Linked DNA regions of Mus musculus: regions 2, 3 and 4 are each linked to region 1. A link is a contact called in public Hi-C and HiChIP or PLAC-seq data. All regions are on one chromosome and are shown on one strand. The core of a region is the stretch at or near the end of the contact, and the rest is flanking DNA. Distances in the headings are between cores, read along the strand shown. Region 1 holds the start of D630039A03Rik (RIKEN cDNA D630039A03 gene). Region 2 holds the start of Pakap (paralemmin A kinase anchor protein). Region 3 overlaps Pakap (paralemmin A kinase anchor protein). Region 4 overlaps Pakap (paralemmin A kinase anchor protein).

Region 1 (2,742 bases), core at 170-2,669:
TTGCACGTAGAAATGTTTTTGCCTGCATGTACATATGTGCACCACATGCATGCCTGGTGCCTGTGGAGTTCAGAAAAGGATTGGAACTGGAGCGAGAGGGTTGCAAGCCACCATGTAGGTGCTGGAATGGACCCCAGATCCTCTCTGCAAGAGCAACGCTGTGATCTTAACCACAGCCCCCCATCTTTTATCTTTCCACCGGCTTTGGTTTGGTTTAGTCTGGAGGGGGCATGGGGGAAGGTAAACTCAGGCTTTGTCCCAAGCCTGTGCAGAACCGCTCTGTGCTAAGGTGTGATACCTATCACTGTAGAATGTAGAACTCTTTGCCTGCTTGAGCCCTGAATCCTGACTCAGCCAGTTGCTCTAAAATTGGGACTCCCCATCTTTCTTCTGCAAAGCCATTCTCTCTGTTTTGCCTGTGGATCCAGTCAGGAGGCTGACTCTCCATCATCCTACTTAGCCTAGTAGGAGGGTGCCAAGACTGCTCACCTGACCAACCAGTCAAGCCAGATCAGAATTAGGGGAAAATAGACACGGAGACCAGGAACAGTGGCCGTTGGCCAAATGCTTGGCAGAGAGGCCTCTGTTCCTTTGGCTAAGAAACAGGCTGGGCACAGCCACCCTGATCAAGCTTCCGTGGCTCGGTGCTGACTGGGTCAGCAAACAGCTTTTTTCTTCCTCTCCGTGGACTTTCAGTCCCCCCGGTTCCACCCACAGAAGTTCCCCCCTCTGCAACACACGCCCAGCCCTACCTTTAGGGAACACCATTAGGTGGGCCTGGGTCCTCTGCTGTTTCCTCAGACCTTCATACTGGGCACGAAGAAACTGGATGTTTACAGGAGGCCCTTGACCTGGCGCCTGAGTCCTGGAACCCTCAGCCATTAAGCAGGTCCCCAGTTCCAAGAACTTGGGTAGAGCAGGGCACGGGCAGGCCAACCCTTTCATCCGCATCCGGGAGAAGAGCAAACACTGAGGGCTGAGGCAGGGGGAGGGGAGGAGAAAAGAAGTGTAGACGGTAGCGTGAAAGAAAGAGAAGAAGAACAGGGAGCAAGGAGAGAAGCTGGCAAGATACGGGGGGAGAGAGAAGGAGAAACGGAAGGGACAAGATCGGGGAGGTGGGGAGAGGAAGAGTGGGGAACAGTTAGTTCTTAACTAAAGAGGAGGATTCGGAGAGGGGCTGAAAAGGGGGCAGCGGAAAGACAAGGAGAGAATGGAGTGAGGAGCGGTTAAGAGCAGAGAGTGGGGTGGGCAGGAGGAGAAGGTGGGGAGGGTTGAAGAGCCACAGGTAGGAGTTGAGCGAGCGAGGGATCCAGCTCAGCTGCTGCGCTCTTTCTCAGTCCAGGGAGCTTTTATTCCAGACGGCTTCCTTGAGTGATGGTCAAGCTTAGAAAGCCGTTCCGAGGGCCACCGTGAGATTCCAGTTTCCTGGCAGAGCCGAGCTGGTCTGAGGAGTGCCAGGTGCCTGCTCAGTTCACAGATTTTGAACTTGACTTAGCAGGTCATCAAAACCTGCTGGCTTAATGAGCAACCACCACAAAAAAAAAGAAACAGCTTCTGCAACTTCAAAAGCTGGGGCTCCGATGTGTACAAGGTCACCCTAAGGTTTGAAGGCAGCCCCCAGCACACCTCTCAGATAAAAACTCCGGCATAAAGTCTGCCATAGAGACAGAGTCCAGGGTAGCCCTGGCTTCCCGCCAACCCCACCTCTTTGACATTTGAGCAGCCTTTGTGGTCTTGGCTTTTTCCAACTAAGTAACAAGTGGGTGTTTATTTTGCCCACAGCTACGTGCACCCTCACCCCCTTTTTGCCAGCCCTATCATTTCTGCGAATGGCAGACACTGCCTCTTCTTACACTAGCCGTGATCTATCCCTGCTCTGCTCTGCTTACTCAAGTAAGTGCGATTCTTTCTCCTAAGGCAATCCTTACCACTGGCCACTCTTGCAGAGCAATGGGTAGGGGATGGAGGAGGGTAAATCTTCAAAGAGTAGTCAAGGTAGTTCACTGGGGCTGCCATCACAAAGTCTCACAAACTGGGTGGTTTAAACATCAGACATTGTTCTATTTGTTTCAGAGACTATAAATCCAAGATCACGTGTGATCAGAGTCCGATCCTGTGGGAGAGTGTTCTATAAACCTTGACTAGCTCCTGCTGGCTTGCTTTTGCAGCCTGGTGGCCTTCATTTTTATGAAGGAATCACTTCACCTTTGTCTCGTTGTAATGTTCTCATGTTGAAATTTTCCCCTTTTATAAGGACACCAGTCACTGGATTAGTGCTTAGCCTGATAACCTCATCTTAATTTAACTAATTAAATTGGCAATAAACCTACTTCCTAGTAGGGCACATTGCAGGCTCCAGATTTAAGATGGCAGCAAGAGAACTGGAACTGAGCTGGTAAGATTTAGCTTTTGTTGGGTAGACCATGACAGTACCATTCAGGGAAACAGGAAGGAAGGGAGAGATGACCGGGGAGGAGCAACAGGGGACTAGTTTTAGATGTTATAGTTGGGGTGTCTTTGATCTTTCTGGCAGCAGGAGGGAGCCAGATGGTGCAGGGTGCTTTGTGGGGAAATCTCACTTGAAAATGCCATTCGTTTTGAAAAAGATAATTTGTTATTGGGAAGATTTTATTGTTAGGAATATATAGAATCAAGAAGTGATCCTAGATTGATCTCTGCCTTCCTCCCTCGCTCCCTCCCTTCCTTTCAGGAGTTATATGTACACATTTGTACGGATACACA
Region 2 (2,742 bases), core at 98-2,597, 350 kb before region 1:
CTCTCTGTTGACCACCTTCCTGTTCCTTCTACACTTCCTAAGATCCGGGAAAGGTTGTTGATGCCCCAGCATACTTTCCACTTTGTATAGTTTCTTATGCCCCCCTAAACAGTTCCTGCTCTGGAGTGACTGCTCTCTGCTCCTCAGTCCTGAAGCCTACAGCTTCTCCTCCGCCTACTTTGTCCTGAACCACACAGAAGCACATGACCCCGATACAATTTCCTGTCCTCTTGCTGTGGCTTTTGGAGTAAGTCCTCCAGTTTTTCCTTCTGCTCTTCGGATCTTCTACTTCATCTGTGTCCTTGGCTGACTTTCTCCCTGGTTTGCGCTCTCATTTTGGCTACTTTCAGCTCTTTAGCCGTGACTAGCAAGGTGATTGCACTGAGAGCACTGTGTCCCAACCCCAATTCTTCTGCTTTTACGTTCAGATCTTTACAAATGGTGGCCCTTGAAGAGTCTCTTAGGCTCCTTTCCTTCCTTACCTCCACTTCCATCTCTCTTTGTGAAAACGAAATGGTGTGAAATATACATAGTATGCAATGCGCTGTTTTAGCCGTTTTACAGTATACAGTTTGGTGACTTTAAGTTCATTCACCCCCTTTGCCGCCATCATTCCTGCCCCCACTCTGACTCCCAAGAATCTGACTGACTCAATATAGGCTAGGCGAGCACTCGACAACTGAGCTGGATTCCTAGCCTCCATCACCCATCTCTCCGTTTGCTGCCTTTTTAATACATAGCTATATGGGAAAGGACTATTTCTTGTTAGCATGTTTTTTTCTTGGGGCCTGTGCTGTCATCACTTCCCGGTCATCAGAGGAGCTTAGTTTAGTGCCTGACCTGAAGCTTGTGGGCTTCCCTCATATTACAGGGGCTCCCATCACCACTTGGCTTTTACGTGGGTGCTGGGAATATAAACTTCAATCCTTATCCTTAATTGCTTTACCCACTGAGTTATCTCCCCATGCTCCTAGCCACAATCATTTTTAAGGATGTCTCTGCCAGGTCATTTGCAATCCTTCTCTTTTTTTCAGATAAGAAAACTGGGGCTCAGAGTGATTTAGTTGTCCAGGAAGACACCCAGGGCTTCAAACTCTGAGCTGTTTCTGTTGGTGTGTCACCAGAAGGGTGACCTATCTGGTGATACGCCCCTGCCCTTGAGGGTACTACTATCTAAAGCACGTGGACAAGACAGCATTTATCTGTTGGAAATGTCCCCAGGTGGAGCCCAAGCATCTGGAGCCAGTTAGAAGGAGCTGGGGATAGTGGGTGGCCGTAGCCGGCCTGTAAGGACACGTGCTGGGGCTTGCGTTCTGCCAAAGGCCCCTTCTGCTGGCATCTTTGCTCAGAGCAGAGGCGCCGCCTGGTCTTGTCTAGACCCAGAGCGTAGCGCGCGCGGCCACCAAGGCGCACCAGCTGTGCGCCCCCCAACCCCCAGCTCACTAATCACAAGCGCCCCAGGTGCCCCACTCGCGAGCGACGGCGGCAGCCACGGGTCCCCCACACCCCAGGGGCGGAGCGAGGCGCGGAGACGTCAGGGCGGGGACCTAGTGCTGCGGAGCGCGCTCTCCCGGAGGCTCCCGGCGGCCCACGTTCCCGGCTGGCGCGGCCGGTGGTGGCGGTGGCGGTTGAGACTGGGATCTTGCAGTTCGCGGCGGCGCTGGGGCGCAGCCAGGCGGCCGCGCCGGTGGAGACGGAGGCTGAGCTCTGAGCCAGCCGTGCGCGCAGCTTTGCCCGCCCCCCCCCCCAGGAGCAGACCCCACGCGCCCTTAGGCTGTCCCCGGGGTCGAGTTGAGCTCCCCACGGGTGCCCTTTTATCTCCTTGGGTGACTACAGCGTGTGTTTTGTTTTTCTTCCTTTTTCCCCTGCCCGTGTGCCCTTCTCCAGGATGGCAGAGGCGGAATTGCACAAGGAGAGGCTGCAAGCCATAGCAGTAAGTCCACTTTTCATTTCATTTTCTTGCTCTATTGTCTGGGGTGGACGGGGACCTGTAGGCTCAGGGCCAGGGACATGCCAGCCTGGTAGCCTCCGGCCCTGTGCTGGGGTGAAAGTCTGTCCAGGCTTAGCGACGCTGCCTTTTGCCTTTTATATGTCTGTAGACTAAACCCCTGGGGGCACACTTGGGACTAGGAAGATTTGAACATGGAAAATTGGCTTAGGAATAAGATGCTTGCTGCCGCGCGCTTTAGGGATAGACTAAACGGTGGTGTGTGTGTGTGTGTGTGTGTGTGTGTGTGTGTGTTGCGGGAACTCCTGGAATATTATTACCCAGTACCCTTAAGCATGTTGCCTTCCAACTCCAGAGAAGGGAGAGAGTGGTGGCCCATGGTGGCTATCTTCCTCTTCCTAGCCAGCTATCCAGCCAGCAGCCACCTGAGTGGTAGAACGTCCCCCAGAATCCAGGAGTGCCCGTTTTCTTCCTCTGTTTGACATTAACAAGGGCTCTGGCACAGGCCACCACCCTAGAAAGGGAAGAGGCGTCTTACAGCTGGGGATTGGAAGTAATATTTCAGGAGAGTCTCTTTCTTATGGGTGTGGATTATCTGAAAACCATTGGCTCGGCATACAAAAGAGCATCCGGCTTTGGCAAAGTTCTGCACTTACAGAGTACTGTACCATGTGCATCTTGGGTTGGGACAAGCGCTGTCTGACACTGCCTCAGTCGGAGAGGCCTTGCTGGTTCTGCCAGTGTTCCACAGATGTGGTTTTCACTGGAGCCACCACAGCTGGATTATATATTTC
Region 3 (2,742 bases), core at 68-2,567, 310 kb before region 1:
AGGCAACCCTGTTGGGCAGCTCAAGAGTCAGACCTCTGGACACCTCCGGTGTCTTCCCTGGGGTTAGGAATCCTGAATGGACAGTAAGACCTGATAGTAAAATCCCAAGGCGTGTGTTTGTCCCTGATGCCTTCGACCAGACAGATGTGGGTACCTGTTGGCAAACTATTGGATTTCAACTGAGTAGGGTTTGCCAGACCAATATGTCACAAAAAGAGCGAGGTAAGGGAGGAGGTGAAGGCGAGTACACCGCACATTTATGGTTATTGACTATGGAGTCTGAAGCTGACTAGTCTAGGAAGTGAGGCACCAGGTACACAAAGAGCACTGGAATGAATGGCTTATAGCAGTATGAAAACAGTATTAGGCTTTATTCACTTCTATAAACTATATTTTTTTAAAACTAAGTCATGTTTCCAATCCATGATAGAAAGTTACTGTGTTAAAATATAAAAAAATATTTATAGATGGAACCCCCTGTATAATACCAATCCTTCTCTTTGTTACTGATGAGAGGCCTTGTGGATAAGTCCTGGAGCAGTCGGCGGAATGACGGTGGAGGCCTCATGTGAAGGAGAGGATCTCTGGCCAAACCCCAGGGCTGGACTTGAGCACGTGCCTGGTGTCCACTGGCCAAAGGAACACTAGTCTTGAGGATGATGGTACAGCTGACAACCAGTGGGATGTACAGTGGGCAGTGTTTGCTAACAGGGAGGCAGGACTAGGCAGCCAGCCATCTGGATCCAAGGTCTGTGAGGGCTGGGACATGGGGTTGGCAGGAGATGAATGCATCTTACAACGGCGAGAGTGCGCATCTGAGAAGGAGGCATGTACAGGACACGAACACCTAGGAAATCCATCATGGCATTCTGATCTGCCTTGCTGAGTTTTACATCTTGCTGGGTTTACATCTGGGGAGCAGGAGTTGTTCACAGAGTCCAAGAGCCTGAAGAAATAACTACTGAAAAGGACGGGCTTGAGTTCATCTTGCACTGAGGACACACTTCCCACCACAGTTTGGACTGGCTCAGGCATTGCATAGGACTGAGGCCAATGGCAGGAGCACTCACAGGTCCAGCTGTAGGTTCTGGGAAAGGCAGGGGCAGAGGATGCAAAGAGAGACTGAGGAGAAACAGCTGTTGTCTTCCCACTGAGCAGATGGAAGGTCTAAATACCGTTACACCATTTATTTCATCCTTGGCAAAATCCATGTTTATTTCGTCTCTAGCCACATTGCTCAGTATTAACCTGAATCCAAAAAGGCTAAAGGGAAACCATGGGGCTTCCTGTTGGACTCTTTACTCTTTCCTACAGTAGATATGCACAGCACATTAGCATCCTCATGTGGCATGCCACTGTGCTGGACCGTCAAACCACACTCTAACCCAGTAGCCTCCCTGACTTGTCACGTGACCTTGCTGCGTTGGAGTCTTCCCATCCTTGGTGTGGAGATAGTAATAGCTGTCTTCTCGGTGACATTTAGATAAGAGCTAAAGATGTGCTGGTCGTAGGGGCGGAAACGCAATTCAAAGCGCAGCTGGGAGGCTTCACGGGCAGGTTGGACTACAGAGACCTGGGCCTTGCAAAACCAACAGAGGTCAGCACAGATTAAGTGGGCCAAATCAAATCTTTGATGGTTGAGTGATTTTTAGAAAATGATTGCAGGTCTGCACAATTTAACAAGACGGCTCATAGCGCCTGGAAATATTTTTCCAGAGCGGATCAGATAAAGCCAACTTTGAAATTGGCCATTGCTGTAAATCAAGTGGCAGACTCTCACTGACCTAGCTTTCCCACAGGGAGAGAAGGGAAAACTGCCGTGTGGCTGCTGTGGCTTGATTTGTCAAGAATGGAGTGATCTCCACCACCACACGAGATTGCCCGTCATTCAGCCTGATGTAATGAATCAGGACGTCTGTAATTCAGAAGCCAGTGAGATGGGTGAATCACACAGATAGACTAAATGGTCATATTTCCACTCCAGCTGCCCGCCACGCACAGTGGTCTCTGTTGCATCATTCTTTCCTTAGTTAATAATTCTTGGCCCGTTGCTGAAGTTTCTGCTTTTTAATGTCTAATGTCACAAAGTCAGCATTTCCGAATTATCTGCCCTCTCATTAAAACATAGGTAGAGGTGAGGGATGATGGGAAGAGACAGATTGCTCTGAGACCTGACCTGGATGCCTGTGCTCAGTCTATGCTAGAGTTGGCACCCATTCATAATGGTCCATGTGTCTGTGGGAGCTCTTCCAGGCCAGGCAGGGCTTGTCAAGTGGCTCATTACTTCATCTTTCTTATGCCAGGTCCACAGAGCATGCTCTGTGCTCCAACTGATAAAGTTAGCTATGGTCACTACAAGATGGTTCAGAGTCGCTCCCTGGGATCCTCCCTGGTCATACGTACTCAACCTGATCTTTTCAGTTAGGTTATTATTCTTTTAAAACAAGGTCTTGTGTATCACAGGCTAGGTTCAAACTTGCTATCTAGCCAAAGCTAGCCATAGACTTCTGATTCTCCTGCCTCCACCACCCAAATGCAGGGATTACAAATACGTGCCACCAAGCCCAGTTTATACAAAATTAGGGATAAAACTGTGCATGCCAGCCAGGTACCCTACCAACCGCGCTACATCTTCAGCACCCAGCCGTTTTTCTCTCTTTTCTGAACTTTTGGCTTCGAGATTGACTTTGACTGGCTTTGGATCTGTGCAGATGCTATAACTGAACGGCTTTGACCCCCCTT
Region 4 (2,742 bases), core at 74-2,573, 280 kb before region 1:
ATGCTTTTGGGCATACTCCGGTATTCTGTAGCATTTGGCTGTATGATATTGATTGGAGTCCTTTGGAAAATGGTTCCTAAAACACCCACAGGTCTGATTCGGCTAGGAAATTCTGTCCCTACTTAGACATTGCATTCTAGTGGCTCAAGATTATGAGCGGATATTTCCTAAAGCTTATATATTGCATATATTACATTGATTTGAACAGTAGTGCTATGATCACATCCCCAGAAACACAGCATTACAATACAAAAATCAAAGCTTCCCTTAACACCAGACATGGCAGCCAGATCTCAGCACCATTGTGTCCCCTGGGATTTGGCTGTTGTGCTATGAAACACCAATATGTCCTGCCTTACAATCTTGCTTGTCATCCGTGAGTAAAGGAAAGAAATTTACTGCTGAGTATGTCTCAGCGAAACACCCCTGTATACTTCAGCAACAAAACATTGGCAAGTCTGCAGTGGGAAGGGCAGGCCTCTCTGTGCGTATGAGTCACACTTCTGTGCTGTTTATTGTCTGCACAGGAGAAGTATTGAGAAAAAAAAATGTGAAGTGTACACTCCAATGGAACGGTTATAGTAGAAATATATCCCTTTCAAATGGGTTTCTAGGCATTTCCTAGAAATGAGTGTGTGGCAGAGCAAATAATCGCAGACAGAGGAGAATAAATGCTTGCTGCGTGCAAAGCACTGTTCCAGGCTTTCTGGATGGATCATTTTACTTATAAGACACGTTTCGGCCATGGGATTTGGACAGTGTCCATTCAGAAGACGCAGGCAGCTTAAACCCACTTAAAAGGCACATGGTTAGTAATGGACAGGGCTGGCTCTTGGTCCCAGGCAGATCCTTGATGTTTTATTTACCCTAACCTCAGCAAGCCCTGCCCACTTGAAACATTTTACCAGGATGCTTATTGAAGCAAGGACCAGCCCTCTCACTTGCATTGTTTGGTGTGTCCTGTTTGATGCTTCATTCTTCCACATTTAAAATTGTCCCATATTCTATTTGCATGTGATGTGGATGAGAAGAATTCTGCCTTATAATCCCCACCACCATTTCATCCCATCTGCAGTTTGTAGCAACACTGAGACATTTTTATTCTTTGTCTTCAAATTAGCCCTGCACAACACAGAGAGCAGCAGTGTGTGTGTGTGGTGTGTGTGTGTGTGTGTGGTGTGTGTGTGTGTGTGTGTGTGTGTGTGTGAGTCCTTTCCTTCTGAATTAAATTGTTTCTCACGGAGCCCACCGCAGATGCATTCAGAGAAGGCTGCTGCCTGCAATCCACCCAGCGCAGCAGGTGACGTTGCGTTCGCTCAGCCTCTCTGGAAGTGTCTGCACAGATGTGGACCGTTTCCACTCCCGCTCCTTGCCTTCAGATTCCTGGAGCCAACACCCACCCACTCTGACAGCCTCTCTCTCTCTCTCTCTCTCTCTCTCTCTCTCTCTCTCTCTCTCTCTCTCTCTCTCTCTCCTCTCTCTCTTCATTTTTTTAAGGAAAAAAGAAAGAGGCAGACGGAAATAGAAGGGAAGAGACGACAGCTTGACGAACAGGTACTGCTGCTTCAGCATTCCAAGGTAAGCGGCCGATCCCAGGAACCTGTGTGTTATTAGCCCCGCAGACCACACTTCTTAGAGCCGTGCAGAGCCTGCCCTGCCGCGGAGGCACCGTGCTGCCGGAACCAGCCTTTTTCCCACACAGCCAGGAGAGGGGCTCTTTGCCTTTCCTTGTGGTTTTTCTCAAATTCAGGCACCGTTAACAGCATCCTGCTTTCTACGAGCACTGCTCCTGTTGCAACATGGTAGATACCTAGAGAAGCTGCATGGGAGTGCCCCACATGGTCCCAGTTGTTTCTCTCGTGTATCTCGTTCGGAGGCTCCAAAAGCTGTGCTTAACATAATGGACTTTCTGAAAGTGAAAAAAGAATCTTTCTCGTTAAAGGGAGGGGGGGAGGGGGGATGAGGCAGTGTGAGCTAATAAAAGAACCACTCTGCATGCTTCAGATTGTTCATTTATTTTATTTTGACTTCACAATGTTAGAGATGTTCTGTTAGAACAAGCGATTGGTCAAACTTGGCTTTTTTTGACTTGGTTCAATGTCTACTGTACCTTATTAAAAAGAGAGGCAATCAGGGCGGGGGGCGGGGGGAGAGGAGAGTTGTGACCTCCCCCCCTTAAAACATAATGTGCTTAAGCACTGTAATTGATTGCCATAGAAGAGCAGCTCTGTCACTGTCACAAATGCCCCCCACTGGTGGCTGAATGTTGCTTTCTGCATGTTCAGGTAATAATGTGGCCATGCTCAAGGACCTGCCCAGAGTTGCTGCTTCCCTGTCTGACTATTCCTGGGCTTTTAAAAAAGGAAAACCTCCCACTGGCCTCAAGTTGCCATGATCTTGCGTGTGCAGAATCGCTTTTCTCAGGGGCTGCTTGGGAGGGGTCTGCTGATGGGCCGATGGGGTACTGCTGTGTGTGCATTATTGGGATTCTTTGAAGCAGAGTGGACCTTTTTACTCTTCCACGTTCTCTGGAAAAGCGGGTTGTGTTAAATGAATCCTCCAAGCGAGGATGGTGAGCAAGCTGGCTCCTGATTTCAAAGAGCAGCCTGACCTATATCTGCCCGGTGTGCTTGTGAGTTCCCCAAGCACAGTAACCAGAGACAAGTGTTCTAGAGGAAGACGAACAGCGCGGTGTCAGCTGGCCATTTCTGTCTGTCTCTCCACTCCATCTCCAGACCTGAC

The links. A called contact is a pair of places that touch in the nucleus more often than the background predicts. HiChIP or PLAC-seq counts read pairs in DNA pulled down with a chosen protein or histone mark.
Region 2: a Hi-C map of embryonic fibroblasts shows a contact between it and region 1, with 1.9 times the contacts expected there. The contact joins the promoter of Pakap here to the promoter of D630039A03Rik in region 1. A contact is called at or near these places in 1 of 39 promoter capture datasets (embryonic stem cells), 2 of 15 datasets of contacts at CTCF or cohesin (the NIH/3T3 cell line and large pre-B cells), 4 of 484 Hi-C or Micro-C datasets (embryonic fibroblasts and embryonic stem cells), 6 of 115 datasets of contacts at active chromatin or transcription factors (all in embryonic stem cells) and 1 of 9 other capture datasets (embryonic stem cells).
Region 3: a Hi-C map of uterus shows a contact between it and region 1, with 2.3 times the contacts expected there. The contact joins the enhancer-like site here to the promoter of D630039A03Rik in region 1. A contact is called at or near these places in 4 of 39 promoter capture datasets (embryonic stem cells, frontonasal cranial neural crest, neural stem cells and 1 more), 1 of 15 datasets of contacts at CTCF or cohesin (the NIH/3T3 cell line), 10 of 484 Hi-C or Micro-C datasets (brown adipocytes, embryonic fibroblasts, embryonic stem cells and 4 more), 2 of 115 datasets of contacts at active chromatin or transcription factors (craniofacial prominence and embryonic stem cells) and 3 of 9 other capture datasets (adipose tissue, embryonic stem cells and liver).
Region 4: a contact with region 1 is called in an H3K4me3 HiChIP or PLAC-seq map of forebrain, with 3 times the contacts expected there. The contact joins the enhancer-like site here to the promoter of D630039A03Rik in region 1. A contact is called at or near these places in 1 of 39 promoter capture datasets (embryonic stem cells), 1 of 15 datasets of contacts at CTCF or cohesin (the NIH/3T3 cell line), 1 of 484 Hi-C or Micro-C datasets (the HL-1 cell line), 5 of 115 datasets of contacts at active chromatin or transcription factors (the SCID.adh cell line, cardiomyocytes, craniofacial prominence and 2 more) and 3 of 9 other capture datasets (adipose tissue, liver and macrophages).

Annotation. Positions count from the first base shown.
Region 1 is chr4:57,914,845-57,917,586 of GRCm38.p6, forward strand. D630039A03Rik (RIKEN cDNA D630039A03 gene) reads right to left here and starts at 1,420. Exons shown (of 2, transcript NM_178727.2): 1 at 753-1,420. The coding sequence starts at 951. Gm42293 (a long non-coding RNA gene) reads left to right here and starts at 1,664. Exons shown (of 5, transcript XR_881308.3): 1 at 1,664-1,893; 2 at 2,711-2,742.
Region 2 is chr4:57,566,483-57,569,224 of GRCm38.p6, forward strand. It overlaps Pakap (paralemmin A kinase anchor protein), which reads left to right and starts at 1,348. Exons shown (of 11, transcript NM_001384150.1): 1 at 1,348-1,461; 2 at 1,888-1,933. The coding sequence starts at 1,889.
Region 3 is chr4:57,600,179-57,602,920 of GRCm38.p6, forward strand. All of the region lies in intron 2 of Pakap (paralemmin A kinase anchor protein), which reads left to right. Among named protein-coding and RNA genes, the nearest start is that of Gm52699, 21 kb to the right of the region's middle. Within about 2 kb of position 1,318, at least 18 of the 459 cell types and tissues checked have an H3K27ac peak or open chromatin away from gene starts, as enhancers often do. A contact at or near this core is called in myocytes, palatal mesenchyme and uterus, where this site is marked.
Region 4 is chr4:57,636,513-57,639,254 of GRCm38.p6, forward strand. Pakap (paralemmin A kinase anchor protein) reads left to right here. Exons shown (of 11, transcript NM_001384150.1): 3 at 1,498-1,578. Among named protein-coding and RNA genes, the nearest start is that of Gm52699, 16 kb to the left of the region's middle. Within about 2 kb of position 1,324, at least 80 of the 459 cell types and tissues checked have an H3K27ac peak or open chromatin away from gene starts, as enhancers often do. A contact at or near this core is called in forebrain, where this site is marked.